2 separate regions of the Zea mays genome follow, and region 1 is linked to region 2. A link is a contact called in public Hi-C data. All regions are on one chromosome and are shown on one strand. Each heading gives the region's core, a stretch centred on a gene start, on an enhancer-like site or on the middle of the called end of the contact. The rest is flanking DNA. Distances are from core to core; before and after follow the strand shown.

Region 1 (5,766 bases), core at 2,091-4,590, 140 kb after region 2:
GATCGCCGCGGCAGGCGCAACTATAGCAAGCTGGCCCTCGTCCGACCCTGCAACGCATCAACGAATTAAAAAAAAAGAAAAAAAAACATATACAACGACTTACCCCCAAGATAATCGTCCACATTAATATCGGTGCCGAAGTCGGCAACGCGTTTGCCCGGCGGCAGCGACGTTCGGGCCGCCTTCGAAGCCTCCGCCACTCCGCTGGCCGCCGGCACCACCTTCGTCGGTCTGGAGCCTCCGGCGCCCGCCGTTGCCTCCGGCGCCTTGCTAGGCGCAGAGGCGCCCGCCTTCGCCGCCGGCGGCGGCTTGCCTCCGCCGGAGGCCGCAGCCTTCGCATTTCCCCGCTGCCTTTTCGGCCGAGCTTCGTGAATCCTGACAGTCGCCTGGCGTTTCTGCGCCGCCCCTTGGCGATCCTTGTCCATCACTGCCCACACAACAGCACCGATATTTCGCCCGTAAGGAAAAACTCTCCACTGATGAACCATGCGAGATGTAAAACAGTCCTCCTCAGCCGCGCAGGGGATAGGAACATTTCTAGGCCAGCAACCCCCGGTAACCCTCAGCATCCGAGCCGAAGACTCCCGGAGCTCGGGCGAAGACATCCTTTCCCCCGGGGCCGCACACGTCCTCATTAAATCTCTAGCAAAACTATCAGACACCCCAATCCCTCCCATCGCAGTACCTAATTTTCTCTTTTTCGAGGGGGGGGCGGCCGCCGGCGCAGGGTCGTCTCCTGTCTCCACCGCCGGTTTCTTCCCGCGGCGGTCGGCTTCGTCTTGACCAGGATATCCATCGTATGACAATTGATTTAATTCGAAGACCCTGTTCAGACGATCATTTGACCCGCGGATATCAAAGCTGCGCTGGCCTTCCGTCCTCGGCACGTAACGCCCCACGAGCCGCACGGCCCCGTCCTCCGCGTCGCGCACAAAAGCAGCCGGGTCGCGGTTCCGCAGATTCAGTGCGAAGGCAGGGCTTCGCACAACCCTTCCTCCGTGAAAAGGCATCTGGCGAGGGCACACTTCGCCCAGCACCCAACCGTGCGCCAAGGGCCACACCCCATACGCCACAAACTCTTCAACTAAATCACGCCCACTGCTCTGACCGGCGGCGCACCGAAGGGCCCCTTCGTCTGCATCTTCCTCTGCCACTTCAAAAGGCGGATACGCAGAGTAATAATGAGAGCACATCTCAGACACAGGGAGACCTTTATGGCCTTCGACAGTACCCTCCGCAACATAAAACCAAAATTCATTCCAATTGCCCCACTTGTTGCGGGCGCACGGAACCAACTCCACTACTGGCATTGTGGTCTTGCCGGTCTTCGGCGTGAATGTGCATGACCCGAACTGGGCAACTCCGTCCCCAACCATCCTCTTCTGCCAATGCAAACAATAATTCTTCGCAAAAACTTCAACAGACGGCTGCCCGCCGTACGAAGTCGTCGCCCAGACATACTTCGCCAGCGCCACCATGGCATTCGGTGTCAGCTGATGTATTTGAACATTGAATCTACGCAGGACTTCGCCAACAAACCGGTGCGCAGGCAAGCGGAGACCGGCGGCGAAGAACGCCTCGAAAACGACCAACTCACCCTCCGGCTCGGGGACTTCCTCCGTCCCCGGAGCACGAGCAAATCCGCCGCCAAAGTAGCCCAACCGCTGCATATCTTCAACGCGGGCTGACGTCATCCGTGACACACCAAAATCAACAGAGTCGCCGGCGCGCAACTCCTCCACCATCACGCTACTCAACGTCTTCTCAGACGAGGCGGCGGCCGGCGGCGTGGTGTCGAAGGAAGAAGAAGAGGACGGCATTGCTACGTACCGTCGGCGGCGGCGGGCGGTTTGCTTCACTCGAGCCAGCACTCCGGCGAGCAAAAGGAGCAGCGGAAGAAGAAGAGCAGCAAGACGGCGGGAGGCTAGGGTTTTTACGGAGCGCGGAAGGCAAAGTTCAAACAGCGCCGACCCCTGCCCCCTTTTATAGGCAGGGCGCGGCTCTTCGGGAAACCCGCAATCCGACAGGGCGCGACGCTTCGGGAAACCCGCAATCCAACAGTACGCCGTCCATCAACGGTCACATCAAAAACTCCCGCGGAACCACTTCGAGCGAGGGCAGCGTCTCCGCCATCTAGCGACGTCTTCGGCACCAGGTGACTTTGTCGAACTGGTCCCTCGGAGGGCAAATGTTGGGGCGAAGGCAGAGACGCCACCCTTCGCTCGTCGCCTTTCGCTGCAGTCGCTGGTTTGACGAAGACAAAACGGGCAGGGACACCCTTCGCTTCATTCAGCACCAGACGAAGGCCTGCGGTGACGTCTCCCCGCAGCACGGCCTCGTCCTGCTCTGAGGCCCACGTGTGATCTGGCCCATTGTAACGGGCCCCGCGTGACCGCCGTTGTGTTACGGGCCTAGTTTGTAAAGGCATTATTGTAAGTACAGCTTGTAACCCTGCTTTATGGGAATATTCTGGGGATAAACTAGGTGTCCGAGGGCACATGCGTCCTTAACACGAGGCGCTGGACACTCAGATACCTATAAATACCCCCACACAGTGCCCGTGAGAGGCTAGACATGAACAGAGCTATTTGTCCCCGAGCACGTATCCCTGTTGTCACCACTGTTCATCCTTGTTGGCCTCCTCGCTGCTAAGAGCAAGTTCCAACAGGCGCCATCACAAGCAATTGAAAGCTTCCGCACTTCGTCCTCTGGCGCCTTCCACGCCTTGTCGGTCGCCTTCATAGCGTCATGGACCTCAGAAAATTCGTTTAAAATCTGAGGAGAAATCATGGAGCGGTCATTCTTTCTATATATTAAGCGCGAACGCAAAACAGCCTAGCTAGACGGTCCACGTCAGTATTTTTTCTCTGTGCCGTTCGATCACAAATGAACGATTATTGTCTGTCGCTGCATCAGTGACGATTAAAAAAGGAAAAAAATGGACGAGAAGAGTCTTCTCGAGAGTTCCATTTGAAACTTCACATTCTGACGCTTCTCGCTCCTTCTTTGCGGTCACCCGACAGCACACTGGTGCCCAGCACGACACGCTCCAGCTCGCCATGGCGACGAGTGCCGAGACAACGTCGGAGCTGGACGCGTCCATCTCCACCACCTCTTTCTCGCCCGACGTGACGACGAACGCCGACCTCACGCTAGATCCGGGCGTGCTCACCTCCGCCTCCTCTTCTGCGTCGGCGTCGCACCAACCATCTCCAGCCATAGAGACAACTTGCTCGCTGCAGAATGGTTGGTGCTACGCCGGTCAGCAAGATCCTCCCGATCAGCAAGATCACTATAGTTCGTGGAGCGTTGTCCCGGTCAGCAAGATCCTCCCTGCGCTCTAATGTATGAGGTAAAAAGTCTTGGCACTACTATATTTGTTTAGGTTTTTCCCTACAGCAACGGAGGCTTCTGCATCTTGATTTGCAACGTGGAACTGCACGTTTATGGTTCAGTCAACTTTATTTGGAAATACCGCATTCGATTCCTCCCTGCTATTCAATCTAAGATGTGCATATTTTGTTTTTGTTTTTCTCCAGATTTTTTTTTGTCAACCATGTTGCAATAAAAAAATCGCTACATTTCCATTGAGCCAATGGATTCCGCATTTGATTCCTCTCTGCTATCTGATCTAACATGTGCAAATTCTGTTTTTTTCCTTTTTCTCCAGTTTTTCTCTCTCTCAACCTCGCTATATTCCCTTTGGGCAACAGAACAGCTATTGTGGTCCTAAACCTCTAAATATCTAACCTGCTAGAATTGTCTTCTAATTGTTTGTAGGCACGTCCACATCTTCCACTTTCGATTCTTTCAATTCAGCCAGAGGACAAATTTGTTGTTTTTCCTTCTTTTGTATTTCACTTACATTCGGTTCTGCAAACAAAGTAGCAAAAAAAAGGTGACAACCACCTCATTAACAAAGAAAGATAAGCACAGGAAGAATCATTTTCTCCGCATTGTCGAATCTTCCGTGCGAACATGTCTTCTAGATTTAGCATGTTAATAGTACATAAACGATTAAATTTGTGTTTTGATTTCTTCGCTTTAGATTTATTTCGGAATGATGCTTAGTAGTACCTCTGCTCCTTAAGGACAACACCAACAATGTAACTAATTTATGTTTGTTTTCTTATGACAAGATACCTTTTTTGTTTTCTTATGAACCGCAACATAGTTACTTATTTTCTGATAACTACTTAATCTTTTTTCTCTTACGAATACATGCTATACACATTTTAATAAAATTATACAACGTATCGCGCGCTAGGCGCGCGTTAGTGACTAGTAAATAACAACGGAACCCAGAAGAAACACCCAAGATGAAGAAGACCTACCTCTGGCCACCTCTCGCTCTCGCTGAAGGTCCATGTTAGCTTCCCCCAAGCGAACATTCGCCGCCCGTAGGGTTGACTCGGTTTCTTCCGCCCGTGAGGTCACCTCGCGCAGATCCTGCTGAAGCCGCGTCCTTTCCCCGTGGAGGCACTTGGCATCCTTGCGCGCCTCTTCACGTCCTGACCGAAGGCACGTGGCCTCGGCCTCAAGGCACTCGGTTCTGGCTCGGAGGCCGGAAAGTTCCCGATCTCTCTCCTCCGAGCGGGCCATTTCTACCCATAGCCTCCCCACCTCCCATTGTGCGGCCTCCAATGCCTCCCTCGGAGCTGATGATTGAGAGTACACGCTGGAAAAGATAACTCGTCGGTTAAGATTAACCACACCAATAAGAGACTAAACGAAGAAAAACAAATAGAGAGAGAGGCACCAACCTAGTCGTGTGGAATAATGTCCCGCATCATCGACAAATGGCAATGGAGACCGCCTTACCGAAGTTGCAAAGGAAGCGCTCCACCGACTCGAGGCTCATGTCAGTGTGGTCGGCAGTCGCTTTGATCAGATGCCATTCTTGCACCTCCATCTCCTCCCCCTCCGAGCCCTCAAGGATGAACAGAGGGTGATTCAAGGCCTCCTTCGGGGGTAGGAAGTGGAGGCATCGGCAACACATGGGAGGAGGAGGCAAGCGACGAAGGTGATGGAGCCCGGGGCTCACCGCCCATGCCAGTTGCCACCACCCCGGTCGCGTAAGCCACCACAACATCACCCAAAGGCGGTAAGGTGGGCGGTGGCTGGGGGACGACTGCCGCATCCACCATAAGGGAAGCGTCCACAGTGATGACCGTAGTCACGGGAATCACCCTGAAGGACGGGCAAGGACCTCTGTGCCTTCGGAACAAAGACGCCAGCAACGGACGATCCCGACGCCCCTCGGGCGACAGGGGGCGACAGAGCGCCCATAACGGGGGAAGCGGGTGCCGCCACGGGGGCTGACCGGAGCGTCCGGAGGAGCTCCGCTAGGGTAGCGACTCGGGAGGACGATGTTGGATTTTTTATAGGTTTGGTACATTTATTAAATAAACTTTATGATGTGTAATGTTATAGAATAGTATCATATTGAAAGTCTAAAGATATTTTAGCTTGACTTATATGGTGGAAATTATTCCACCTAACTTGAGAAGTCAAGAAACGGACAAGGGCGTGCCACACGCGCGCGCCGCCGCCGGTCGGGCGTGGCAGGCTGCATGCGACCCTTCTCCTTCAGCTTCCCTCTGCGAGAGGATAAGTAGAGGAGAACCCTTGACACTTGGTACACGTGAACAGAACCATTTCAGACTCCTCCGAAGCCCTTGCCGTTCGAGACCTTGCACGGGGGATCGGCAATTAGGTTTTTGGGGAGCGTCTACGCGACTGCCCAAAACATCTTCTTTCTGGCGA
Region 2 (6,347 bases), core at 1,381-3,880:
GGCGAGCCGCGCGGGTAGAAGACCAGCGCGTTGGCGCACAGCAGGAGCAGGTCGCGGTAGAACTCGGTCGCCGAGGCGTAGCTGCCGGACCCACCGTCCAGCCTGGACCTCACCGTCTCCAGGTCCACGTGGCGCCTGATGGTGCACCTGTATTTCGCGTCGTCCTGCGAGCGGCATTTTTGGGCCCAGCGGTCAGTGGAGCAGCGAAAGAACCGACAAAGTGGAAAAGAAAAAATATCCTACCAAAAAATCAAATTGATACAAATAATCCAAATAAAACTGAGAGAGACACACAAAAAAACAGCTGAAATGCTGTGCAGCACGTGAGAGCACGATTTTTTCCTCTGTGAAGAACAGTAGAGATATTTTTAGCCCTTCAGTACACTGTCCTCCGCGACAACCCGTAGCAATGGCCGACAAGCCGGCCCCACACGTCGTTTTCTATGCCCACGTGGCGGCGCACGGTTGGTCCCACAGCGGACCACCGCATGGACACGAAACGCGTCTCTCGCGGCGCCACCCACCTACGCGTCTCGCGACTTCGCCAACAGACTATAGGTCTGTTTGTTTGATGTGTAACTTGCCATATTTTACCTAACTTTTCCGTCTAAGCTTATTTCTTCAGTTCCTTAGATAAAGTGTGGCACATTTAACCAAGAACCAAACAGCCCTTACTTATTCCAGTCTTTATCACAATCTCTATTTTAAACTTCCATCAAACAGTGAAATAATTTACACGGCTGTTTACGGACTACCGGAGATAGCCTTATCTCCACGAAGCCCGGGACCCTCTGATCGGACGACCGAGGTCGACCTCGCCCCGGGCCGGACGGCGGCCGATGTACACAACCCCACCGCCATCCGTACGATCGGCGCGGTTCCACTCCCACATCCTGCGCTCACCGGCGACGGTGACCAGCCGAGGCGGTCGTTTTCTGTGCAAGCAAAGCGAAGCAAGCGTCCAGGCCACCGGGAAACCGCGAGCGTTACGCGATTTGGGCGGGTGCCGACTGCCGAGCACTCGCCGTACGTATCGCGAGATAACTCTCGTAAAGCGTACTCCACTGACAGCCGGGTTGGGCGCTTTGTGTTTGGACGGTTCCGTAATTTCAAATATTTTAATTTTTTTATAATGCCCGGAAAAAAAGGAGATTAGGGGAGGGGTGAATGGTGATTTTCATTTTACAGTTACCGTATGTGTTTAGGGATAGAAAAAACAAGTAGAGGATAATTTTTTTTTACCTGGCTCTCGAGCCGGCGCTCGAACACGGAGCCCGGCTTGCTGGTTCGCACCACCTCGAGGAACGCGCGCAACGCCTCGGCCTCCGCAGCGGGGAGGACCGCCGCTGCGGGCGCTGGCGGCGGCGGCGCTGAGGCCACATCCGCGTCCTCGCCGGCGCCGATCTCCCGCTCGCGGCGACGGGACGGGCTGGCCGAGCTCTGCACGTCGCTGCTCTCCTTCTCCGTGTCAGCCGCCGCCACCGTGTCCTTGGACCCAACCACCGACTCACCGGAGACCTGCTCGCGCTTCACAGCCGACGACTCGCGGGCGGCGTCTCCTGCCCCCTCGTCCTCCCTCCTCGCCGCCGCGTCGCCGTCCCCGGCGTCTCGCGCTGGCCGCGGCCGCTTCAGATCTGACGAGTTGGACTCCTTGCACGACCGCCCGGACTCGCCGCCGGAGACACGATCCTCCTCCCCGCCGCCGGCATCGTCGCCCTCCTCCTCCAGAGATTCTTTCCTCCCCTCCGCCGGCTCCTCCTCGCCGTCCTCCTTCACCGCCGGTACTGGATTGGCCTCGCCGGAGATGCTCCTCGCTCTCTCCTCTTTAAGCCTTTCCACTCTAGATTGCAATGACCTGACACGAAAAAAAAAAACCGCGGCCGACCGATCAGCGTAGGATGGTTGAGCTGAGCAAGCCGGGCCGGGCCAGGCCCGAACGCATTTTATGTTTTTCTCGTTAACTATACGGTCCGTCTCCGTGCTGGTTTTTTTTCCGGCCATTTACCCGATCGAGAGGTCGTATCTCTCGACCTCGCGGCGGAGCTCGGCGACGCGCAGCTTGCGGAGCTCCTCCACGCAGCAGTCGGCGGAGGCCGCGTCGGGCTCCTCGTCACCGTTTACGGCGGCGGCGGCGGTGAACCGGCGGTGGAGCAGGCGATACCGCAGGCGGCACCCAGCGGGCGTGAGGCTGTCGGCCGCGGCGGGAGGGCAGCGGGACAGCATCTCCATGGCCACGGAGTCCCAGCTGGCGGTACCGTGCTTCCGTACGGCACACGCCAGGAGGAGCTCCTCCCACGTGCCCCAGATCTCGCCGCCAGCCGCCGCCGACGTCCCTGGCGAGACGCCGGGATCGTCCGATCTGGCCGTCATCCTCGACTCGTCTTCCCCGGCCGCACCAGCTCCACGTCCCGCCGTCCCGGCGGCGGCTCATAGCGCCACCTCCATGGATTGGAATGGAACGAGCGGTGAGCTAGGGTTTGGGTTGGTCTGGTTGGCTAGCCCCGCCCCGTGCCGTCGCCCCCCTGCCTGCCTGTCTGCCTATCTATCTCCCCGGCCCGCGCTGTGCCTGACTGCCTGTGTGGTTCGTCTAGGTTTTGGTTCCGGGCTTCCGGCCCTCTGGTCCCTTTTTTCTCCCTCTTCGTCTTCGTCTTCCTTTTCCTCTTTCTTTATTTGGTTCGGTCTCGTTCCAGAAAATGGAGCCGGTGAATGGACCTCTGCGCAATTCTGTACCTCCACTGTGACTGTGGGGTCTTCGGGCGAAATGGGACCAAATTGAATTCTTCCAAATATAATTCCTGCCCGGGCGGGCCTACCTATCATTCGCGATTCCATCGAATTTTCAGTTTCCAAAGAAACTGGACCGGCCCAGCGATACACGGCTGCTAGTTTAGCAGCCTGAGCCCGTAAAAATGGCCCAGCTGGATGCGGTTACATTAAACAGGGGTAGTACATACAGATCGTTTTGTTTTTCTCGACCAGATTTGTAATAGTCTGACAAAGTGATAAGTTGATTGTTAACTGGACTTTAACTTTTAATGGTTGGCATAATGTGACACTCAAAAGACTGTCTTGCCAGCCACGCTATAGACTTCTTTCTAGCCATGGTTCTTAAGCTAAGTTATTTTTTCTTCGGTGCATGCTTATGATAATTTTTTACGTATTGTGTTTATCGGAAAAAAACAAACCATTTTAAAAAATACAACAACTCAACAAGAGAAAAAGAACATCTTGCCCGCCAAGTCGAACCTTGTTGACCCATGGCACTCGCGTCGAGCCAGAGGGCAGAGGCCCTTTGTAGGAATCACACGGGGCTACCACGCTCCAGCAACGTCCTCTAAATTTTATCCTCTAAAGGAATATTCTCTGTCCTTTACAGTACACTCTAAAAGATTCTGTCCTCTATATTTTCACCATCTCCAACAACGTCCTCTAAATTACGTCATCTATCCTCCCCATTCAACCTAACCATATTAACAGAATTATTTTCACCTATTTTTATATCGGATAAAATAAATTGCCAGTGCATACAATTCCACTATTTTAATAGTATAGCAAAAAATCAATACTCAAAGTAATAGTAAAATTAGCACCTCGAGCATGCATCGACTACACACCATCAGGATTAAGAAATGAAACAAACTGGCATACCAACATAATCTTTTGTTGGAACTGTTATTTGCATTGATTCCTAATAAAAAACATTGACATGAGAAAGTACTACCTCGGCTTGCAACTAAACACACCAATGTGAACCAGTATACCATAATTCCAACCATAATTCCAACGATGAATTTAGTAAACAACTGACATTGATACTTCTACTAGCTGGAACCATATTTCCTTAAGTACAAAACCATTTGTTCCTTCTTCTAGAGAAAACATCAAACTTATGATGTCCAATCACACCTCCAAGACCAGTTGGACTTGCCGATCACTGCAAACATCAATACTGGACCTGGAACCTTATGTTTCAGCACCCAAAATTATTCTGATGAGGGAACTAACCAAAGAGCCTGCACAATGAGAAGACTAGGAGCCATCAAAATGAAAAACAAGAGTGGTGAGTTGTAAGTATTTATTAGAACTGAAAAGTATAACCATCATGATTTTACTTGGGTCAGCATATCCTTTTTGACAGTGCACTATCCTACACTTTATTTTATTCATGAAAACTGAATCAGCAACTGATGTGTTAGGATCTGGCAAAATTTGGTGAGGACAAGGAGTAAAAATCTTTCCCTTGATAAGGATTCTTGAACCCTTCATAGATAACAAATACCAGCCAATGTAATTAACCAAAAAATCAATCATCCTTTGTACATCAAACAACCTTTCTACTACTTCAGTTTATTTTTATAAGGCATATTTCGAATTGGAGAATCTATAGAATATAAGTGTACTTGTATTTGACCACCAATTGTTCTTACAATATGTCATCAATTTCTGCAAAAGATATTTTTATTAACAGATGTTGGGGATGTGAATGAAGTGATACAAATTCAAACATGTACATATTTTTGATTAATTGTTGCTCAAACTTTATGAAGTTTAACTTGATTCCTTAATTATAAACTCAATGGGCAAATATAGTTGTAAGATGGGCGCACAGATCATTTGAAGTGGGCCACCAGCAAAATCATTTGATTTGAGGCGGTTGGACGATTACTATTGGTAAACTGCACACAGATTCTAATGAATACATCGAAAACTAAATGATTGGATTGAAAGCTTAGAATGTAAACAATTAGCAGTACAATGATTCTGAAAGGGTGAAGGATAATACAAGAATATCCTAAGAGGCATATGAACAAACAGTATCAGGGCTTGAACTGTGTAGACGAAGAAGGACACCAGAACACCTTTTTTACCACCGATATGCATCAATCTGATATATACATGTTCAAATCTACTAAAATTTCAAGGAAATGAAGCTAAGATGCACTTGCATCTTGTAGTGGCTTTTACCTTGTTTTTTCTAGCGGATAGACCTTGGTCTGTCGTATTTCTTCTACTAGCGACCACGAAGAGGAACTGAGGAAGCTCGACGGGATGGCGCCCAGGGGCCGCTCAACTGCCGGTAGCCGAGGGAGGGCAAGGCTTCGCCCACTGTCGCCTCGTCGACATGGGAGGGAGGAGGAGGACGTCGAGAGCGAGGCTGAAGTCTCCAAGCAGGCGCGGGAACTAATTTAGAGGACACCGAAGGGCACTCCATGTTTAGCGGCCTCTGGCGAGCTCCGGTATTTTACCTGACGCTATAGCGGATGTTGTTGGAGGCATCGCGGACGACGTTGAACGCTATATATAACGTACCGGACGCTTTAGTGTTCCTTGCTGGAGACAGTCTTAAGAGACATGGAGACCAAGGATAAAAATGGTTGGTAAACATTAAAATCATTTCTGTTTTTTCTCTCAGAAACTAAATTAAAAACGGTAACTTCATAAATAAAAATAACATAAATAATATGGAAACATAGAAAACAAAAGTTTGGTATAGAAAACATCTATAAATTATAACATGTACCCTCTATTGGCTTCAAAAAATCACACGAGTCGTGCATCCACATAAAAATAGTAATAATTTATAGATACTCACAAATTCGTGAAGGATTAAAATATATCTCAAACAACATTAAAGCAATACCTCACAAATACAAGTGACAAGCACTATGCACACATACACATAGTTAAAAAGTTGACATAATTGATAGTATTCTGGTTAAAAAGTCGACATAACTGATAGTATTCTGCTCGTTCTCGGGTGAAGACGAAGTTAGCAGCATGATATTCACCAAGTGCTCGACGCAAGGGCTGAACCAGAATCCTTGCCGTATTCGCGGATAGCGCGTCAGATTTAGTATGGTAAGCCGATTCATATTTCCGTTAACTTAATTATTAAATTAGTTCGATGAATGTGATGTAATTATTTTCATGATTTTGGAGTAGTCGCGTTGTGGTAGGGTTAAATATATGTGAAGTACGATGGAGTTAGTAATGCGAAAGATAGATTAATTTATATAATATTCGGGCGAGCTGATGACGTAAAAGATAGATTTAGTATTTCTACCGGCTAGTTAATAGATTTCCTAGTGTTATTATGACGATTTAGTTAATTGATGTAGTTGATGCCCTGCTTAATTAATCGGCTTATTCTAGGTTTGGTGTTTAGTTCGATGTCATGAGGGATATACACATTACCTCGAGTAATTAGCAGTGAATGACATCGACCTATTTAATTAGCGTGGAATTCAAGATAATTGAGAAACACAATTTAGAAAGTTAGTTAATATGCTCTCTTACTCTAAATTGTCGGTATTCAAAAATAGTGAATAAAAATGTGACGAGTAATT

Evidence for each region. A called contact is a pair of places that touch in the nucleus more often than the background predicts.
Region 1: a contact with region 2 is called in a Hi-C map of leaf, with 4 times the contacts expected there. The contact joins the promoter of LOC118476090 here to the promoter of LOC100501552 in region 2. A contact is called at or near these places in 3 of 25 Hi-C or Micro-C datasets (ear, leaf and tassel).

Annotation. Positions count from the first base shown.
Region 1 is chr1:192,789,057-192,794,822 of Zm-B73-REFERENCE-NAM-5.0, forward strand. It overlaps LOC118476090, which reads right to left and starts at 3,341. Exons shown (of 1, transcript XM_035964192.1): 1 at 2,794-3,341. The coding sequence starts at 3,220. The coding sequence ends at 2,840. It overlaps LOC103642068 (a long non-coding RNA gene), which reads right to left and starts at 5,287. Exons shown (of 3, transcript XR_002749677.2): 1 at 4,764-5,287; 2 at 4,335-4,678; 3 at 3,560-3,873.
Region 2 is chr1:192,649,563-192,655,909 of Zm-B73-REFERENCE-NAM-5.0, forward strand. It overlaps LOC100501552, which reads right to left and starts at 2,631. Exons shown (of 3, transcript NM_001366930.1): 1 at 2,006-2,631; 2 at 1,243-1,855; 3 at 1-164. The coding sequence starts at 2,370.